2 separate regions of the Cricetulus griseus genome follow, and region 1 is linked to region 2. The links are chromatin contacts, called in public Hi-C maps. All regions are on one chromosome and are shown on one strand. Each heading gives the region's core, a stretch centred on a gene start, on an enhancer-like site or on the middle of the called end of the contact. The rest is flanking DNA. Distances are from core to core; before and after follow the strand shown.

Region 1 (3,392 bases), core at 404-2,903, 140 kb before region 2:
CCTGGGTGCCCGCGTGTGTGAATACAAGCAGGGAGCCCCTTCTTCACCGGTGCGTACACAGCGTGCGTGCGTGCGTGCGTGCGTGCGTGCGTGCGTGCGTGCGTGCGTGCGTATGTATGTATGTATGTATGTATGTATGCATGCAAGCAGGGAGTATGTATGTATGTATGTATGTATGTATGCAAGCAAGCAGGGAGCCCCTTCTTCACCGGTGCGTACACAGCGTGCGTGCGTGCGTGCGTGCGTGCGTATGTATGTATGTATGTATGTATGTATGTATGTATGTATGTATGTATGCAAGCAGGGAGCCCCTTCTTCACGGGTGCTTTAAGTGCCTATGAATTCTGAACAACACTTCATTTGAGAAAAACAAATATTCTTTCAAGCAACATCAACTCCAACTGTCCACTTATCCTTACTTGCAAATCCTTCTTCAATTTCAAGAGGTCTTCATTTTCTCCGTTCCCAGACAAGGCAGCTTCTACTTGCTGGAGCTGAGCTTTGTAGCTAGCCAACTGTTTTGCCAGGTCCTCTGACATCTGAGGAAAAAAATGAAAAAAACCATACGAGCTGAGTCAAACGCCGAACTACAAAAATGGTCCTCCAACCGGCCTAAGTTATCACTTCTGCTCCCAGCTCGTTTTATTCCTCATCACTTGTACTTTCTTCAGATATAGCTAACCCCCAAACTTCAAAGCAATAAATCCTATGGACTACAGCATGTCAGAGAAAGCGATCTGCTTGAAGAAAGGCAGGGTCTGTCTGTGTGGCTTTGGAGGCTGTCCGGGCAGTCGCTCTGTGGGCCAGGCTGGTGTCGCACTCACAGAGCTCCCCGCGCCTGTCTCTGCGTCCCGAGTGCTGGGAGTAAAGGCGGACGCCAGCACCGCCGGGCTTCCGACAAGCTTCTCCCCGGTGGGCAGAGTGAGACCAGGCAAGCGAGGACGGGCGAGCCCTTCCAAAGCCAGACAGCGCTGCGCAAGGCGCTTCTGCGGCCCTGGCGTCGGGCGAGCGCGGCCTGCGGAGCCCCGTCCCCGCCGCGGCCGGCCGTCTCGGGGGCGCAGCTCGGGGCTGCACTGCGTGCGGGGCACACGGGCTGCAGGACCGCGTCCGGGCCGCTCCCCCTCCCCGGCCCCCGCCCCGCCACAGCTGCGCCCGCCGCTCGCAGCGGGAAGCTCGGAGCTCCGCTTCCATGGAAACGGCGGCGCCCCGCATCCACCATCCTCCCGGGCCTGTCCCCCGGCCGCCCGCCCGCCCGCCGGCTTCCCCGGGCCGGCCACGCTCGCCGCCTGGGCCCGGAAGCCTCCCCGCCGGCCCGGGCGGCCCACTCGGGGTGCGAGCGCGGCCGGCCCCACACGCTGCCCGCGCCGGGACCCCGCGGCCTCCGTCTCTACTCCAGGCCGAGGCCCGGCGAGGCCTACACCCTCCGTCCGTCCGTCCGTCCGTCCGAGGCTCGTTACCTTGGGCGGGGCTGGGGACGGGGCGGCGGGCAGGGGTCGGGGAAGCGGGCCCAGCGGCGGCGGCGGCAGCAGCGGCGGCGACGGGGGCGAAGTCCACGGCGACGAGAAGGTTCGGTCTCAAGAGGGAAAACTCCAGCGGCGGCGCGGGGGGAGGGGAGGAAAGCCGGGCTCCCGCAGGAGGAAGAGACAAGGCGACTCAGATCTCGCGAGACGCGCGGGCTCTCGCGGAGTGGCGCTGGCGTCACATGACTCCCGGCGTCCTCTCAGCGGCCGGCGTCGGCGGCCTCTGGAGGCGGGGTGGGTGTGGCCTCACTGGGGCGGAAGTGACGCGTCTGCGCTGCGCCTGGCGCAGAGTGCGGGCTCCTCTTGCGTCAGTTCCTCCCGGAGCGGCGGCGGGGGGGCGGGGCGGCGGGGGCGGGCGGGGGCGGGGCGTCCTCCCGTGGGCTGCCCCGTCTGGATGCCGGGGCGAGCGCTCGCGAGCCTTCCCGGCAGGGGTGAGGACACGAGGCAGGGGGTTAGTGCCGAGAGTGGCGGGGCCTAAGGGCGCCTGCGGCCCCGCCCCGGGGAGGCGGGGGCAGAGAGGCGGGGGCAGGGGCAGAGAGGCGGGGGCAGGGGCAGAGAGGCGGGGGCAAGGGCAGAGAGGCGGGGGTAGAGAGACGGGGGCAGGGGCAGAGAGGCAGGGGCAGAGAGGGCGGGGGCAGGGGCAAGAGAGACGGGGGAGGCAGAGAGGCGGGGGCGGGGGCAGAGAGACGGGGATAGAGAGACGGGGGCAGGGGTAGAGAGGCAGAGGCAGGGGCAGAGAGGCGGGGGCAGGGGCAGAGAGGCGTGGGTAGGGGCAGAGAGGCGGGGGCGGGGGCAGGGGCAGAGAGACGAGGATACAGAGACGGGGGCAGGGGTAGAGAGGCAGAGAGGCTGGGGCAGGGGCAGAGAGACGGGGGTAGGGGCAGAGAGGCGGGGGCAGGGGCAGAGAGACGGGGGTAGAGAGGCGGGGCAGGGGCAGAGAGGCAGAGGTAGGGGCAGAGAGACGTGGTGGGGGTAGAGAGACGGGGGCAGGGGTAGAGAGGCAGGGGCAGAGAGGCGGGGGCAGGGGCAGAGAGGCGGGGACAGGGGTAGGGAGGCAGAGGCAGGGGCAGAGAGACGGGGACAGAGAGACGGGGGCAGGGGTAGAGAGGTGGGCGCAGGGGCAGAGAGACGGGGGCAGAGACACGGGGGGCAGGGGTAAGAGGCAGAGGCAGGGGCAGAAGAGGCGGGGCAGGGGCAGAGAGACGGGGCAGGGGTAGAGAGGTGGGTGGCAGGGGCAGAGAGACGGGGGCAGAGACACGGGGGCAGGGGTAGAGAGGTGGGCGCAGGGGCAGAGAGACGGGGACAGAGAGACGGGGGCAGGGGTAGAGAGGCAGAGGCAGGGGCAGAGAGGCCGGGGCAGGGGTAGAGAGACGGGGGCAGGGGTAGAGAGGGCAGGGCAGAGAGGCAGGGGCAGAGAGGCAGGGGTAGGGGCAGAGAGGCAGGGGCAGAGAGGCGGGGGGCAGGGGCAGAGAGGCGGGGGTAGGGCAGAGAGGTGGGGGCAGGGGCAGAGAGGCGGGGCAGGGGGCAGAGAGGTGGGGCAGGGGCAGAGAGGTGGGGGCAGGGGTAGGGAGGCAGAGGCAGGGTCAGACTGGCGGGGGGCAGGGTAGGGGCAGAGAGGCGGGGGCCGGCAGATCCGACTCTGAGGCAGGCCTGCTCTGTGTAGCGAGTTTCGGCTCTGGAAGTTCTGTGTGGTTCTTTACGGAACGTCAACGCGGCCAGTAAAGGTCGACACGGGCGTGACAGGGTGTGGGCGGTGGCCGCTCCCACAGACGCTGAGGGCCAGAGGAAGGGAGGTCGTTACAGAGTCAGGGTCACGCCCGCCCGAGTATGCGGCATCGTGTCCCACAGAAGGCTCCTCATGATGGTGAGGAA
Region 2 (3,322 bases), core at 179-2,678:
AGACAGAACCCTCCTGATGAAGAGCCGGTTATGGGGAAGCTGCAGCAGATAACCCCAGACAACAAAACCCACCTATGGCATCAGGGGGACCGCAGTCAGGGCTAGGCCGGCATCTTTTGTTTACTTATTTTGTTTTTTTAGACAGGTCTATGGCCTTGGTTTCTCAGCTCTTCCCCCACCCCACGCCTGCTGGGATCACAGGCCAGTCACTGTGTACTCAGGACTTTTGACTGAACACTGCTATCTATGGTCCTGATGCAATGCCAGCTATTACTGTTGTTGGGGTCGATTGATTTGATCTCGGAAATTGATTTCTGCTTTCTCTTAAAAATCCCACCCCCTTATGTCTGTTGTAAATAAACTTCCCTCTAATGGACAGATGTTTTTTTCACCAAAAGATTAACAGTAAAATGGTTCGTTGGCAATGGGTTTGGAGGCAGAGACGCGTTTGCAGCTCACGTGTCCTGGTGGCTAGCAGAGCCCTCAATAAATACTTGCAGAGGGGACAAATCACACCTAGCTTTCCGGGAATGGAGGCAGCCAGCATGAAACTCGGGAGAGAATGGCGGGGGTAGACAGCCTGGGATTACACTGATCCACCATAATCCTGCCCAAATCCAGAAGCCACCTGGACAAGTTTAGTGGACTGAGCCCCTCTGTTGGATCCATGTGGACCCTGCTGCTAATGAGTTCAAGACAGGCGTCCCGGAACAACAGAACAGCTCCTAAATTGGTGTATTGTACTTGCTTATTTGTTTTTTGAAACGGTCTCATTAGCTCTGGCGCTATACCGTTCTTATCTACGGAGAGAAACACAAGCGGGGCCGTCCATCCTTCTGAGGCAGAATCCGTTTGATTCTGCTGTCTCTCCCGTCTCACCCACTTCCAACTTCCCCCTTTGGGTTGTGTGTTTACTTTCAGAAACTTTTTATTAAGGAAAATCAGGACACAGCAAAAGTGGAGAGAGAGGACGTGCTAGAAGCCTCCAGCATTAAGATCCCCAAGCCATGCACCGCCTCGGGTCATCTCAGACGCTGCCTCCTGACTCCCGGAATCCGAATCCATTCGGGATGCACCCGGGGGAGGCCCCCGGGTACCACGGGGCGGCCCGGGGTCGGGCTCGAACCGGGTTTGCTTCCTCCTCTTCCCGCACAGCGTGGGTCACCTCGGCCCACCGGGTGATGTGTGAGTGAGACTCTCCGCGCCGGGCCCCCGAGAGAGGCAGCGGCAGGCGCCCGCCACTTCCTCTTTCTCGCTCTGACTAAGCCTGCATCCCGCTCGCGGGGCGGAGGCGGGTGCCCGCAGCCCCGCCCAGGGGCGTGGCCGGCGCCGAGGGGGCGGGGAAACACCCATATTTGGCCTTATATGGGCAGTCACGTCACAGGACGCGCACTCATTCACATAAAACGCTGCGCTGCCGGCGGAATCCCCGGCTTTCTGGGGCGGCGAGTGGCGGGGCCGGGGCACCGAGCCTCGCGGGCCGGGGAGAGCGTCGCGCCGACCCTCGCGCCGGGCTCCCTTCGCCAGGCCACAGCCCCGCACGCCGGCCTTGGGCCGCTGGGTGGCGGCGGCGGCATGAAGGTCACGTCGCTCGACGGGCGCCAGCTGCGCAAAATGCTCCGCAAGGAGGCCGAGGCGCGCTGCGTGGTGCTCGACTGCCGGCCCTACCTGGCCTTCGCCGCGTCGAGCGTGCGCGGCTCGCTCAACGTCAACCTCAACTCGGTGGTGCTGCGGCGGGCCCGGGGCGGCGCGGTGTCGGCGCGCTACGTGCTGCCCGACGAGGCGGCGCGCGCCCGGCTGCTGCAGGAGGGCGGCGGCGGCGTGGCGGCCGTGGTCGTGCTGGACCAGGGCAGCCGCCACTGGCAGAAGCTGCGCGAGGAGAGCGCCGCGCGCGTCGTGCTCACTTCGCTGCTGGCCTGCCTGCCCGCCGGCCCGCGGGTCTACTTCCTTAAAGGTGAGCTCGCCCGGGAGCCGCGGGCCCCCTGCCACCCGCCCCGCTCCCCCGGCACCCTGCGCCGGGGACACCGCGGTCCCCAGGCTCCCCTCGCCGCGCGGCGCAGGGAGAAAGTCGCAACTCGAGGGAGTGTGCACCCCGGGGTTTCGCGTGCGCCTGGGAGGTCCTTGCAAGCGTCAGCGTCCGGGGCTTCCTGCTCCCCACCCAGGCGCCTTTCCTCGAAAGCGTCTGGCAACCTGTCCGTCCTGCGGGCCGGGTGGGCTGGGAAGGTGCTGCGGGCGGTGTTCCTTAGCAGTTCCGGGGGCCGAGGGCTCGTGCTGGGCCCTGGCGCCGCTTGCAGACTACGGGGGTCCGAGTCTTTCTTAACAAGATCTGGCGCGATCGAACAAGTCGAGACCCTCCCCCGGGCCAGTGGCGCCGCGGTGTCCCCTTTCTTCCCGCCTAGACAATTACCGTGCGTTAGGCTGTGTCTTGGTGGGCCTCTTGCCTTTTTGACCCGGGCAAGTCCCTCCCCTTCCTCTCGCTTTATTGCTTTTTATTGTTTTCCTGCAGCCTCCTTCTCCCATCCTTGGCCTTTCTCGAGCTTAAAGCTTAATTTGGAGCTGACAGCTTTCCCGTCCCTTTCCCGGTCCCTTCCCCAGCAGGGGATTGTCCCCGGGACTGACTGCCTCAGTTAGAGACTTGCCAGCTGGCCAGCCCAGTTAGGAGAGGTGCCGCAGGGGCAGTGAGATATGCAGGAGATTCTGTGGCCTTTGGTTTTAGGCCTTCAAGGGCGGCCTCCGGGCCCAACCATTTCACCTGCTGGGGAGATAACTTTGGCTTCCGGTTGTGGGTGGGTGATTTACTCTCAAACCCCACATCCCCACATCATTGATTTCTGGGTCATTTCCTGTGACTGATCCTGCCGTCTAACCTCATAAGTGTGGGAGCCCTGGCCTGGGTGCAGAGGTGATTAGGGCCCCAGAGCCGGGTTGACAGAACACCTTGTGCAGGAACCCTAGTGTGGCTCAGAATTCAGATGCAGTGAATGGAAGACTCTTTCAAAGCCTTGCGACTTTGAATTTCACACACTGCAGGCCAGGAAGATTCCAGAGGCTGGTCAGTAGCTCCCTATCTGTTAACACCTCTTGCTAACTGTCCCTTCTTGATCCCATTGGGAGATAACAGGGGTGGATGACAGCTGCAGGGTGTGACAGGGTGGCCTTCTCTGAGCTCTGCAGAAGTCTCTCTTTTGAAAAATGAAGGGACATATAGCCAGGTGAAAATGAATACACAAAGTGTGTATAAGGAAATGTATGTCTTCCTCACACCCTAACACCTAGCTCCTCTCCCCAGTAACAAATCCGTCTATTTCCCTATCCTGCCTCT

The links. A called contact is a pair of places that touch in the nucleus more often than the background predicts.
Region 1: a Hi-C map of the CHO-K1 cell line shows a contact between it and region 2, with 5 times the contacts expected there. The contact joins the promoter of Smndc1 here to the promoter of Dusp5 in region 2. A contact is called at or near these places in 4 of 8 Hi-C or Micro-C datasets (the CHK-Q cell line, the CHL-YN cell line, the CHO-K1 cell line and 1 more).

The regions. Positions count from the first base shown.
Region 1 is chr3:8,172,737-8,176,128 of CriGri-PICRH-1.0, reverse strand. Smndc1 (survival of motor neuron-related-splicing factor 30) reads right to left here and starts at 1,653. Exons shown (of 6, transcript XM_027407025.2): 1 at 1,458-1,653; 2 at 420-539. The coding sequence starts at 539.
Region 2 is chr3:8,031,609-8,034,930 of CriGri-PICRH-1.0, reverse strand. Dusp5 (dual specificity protein phosphatase 5) reads left to right here and starts at 1,428. Exons shown (of 4, transcript XM_027407024.2): 1 at 1,428-1,954. The coding sequence starts at 1,576.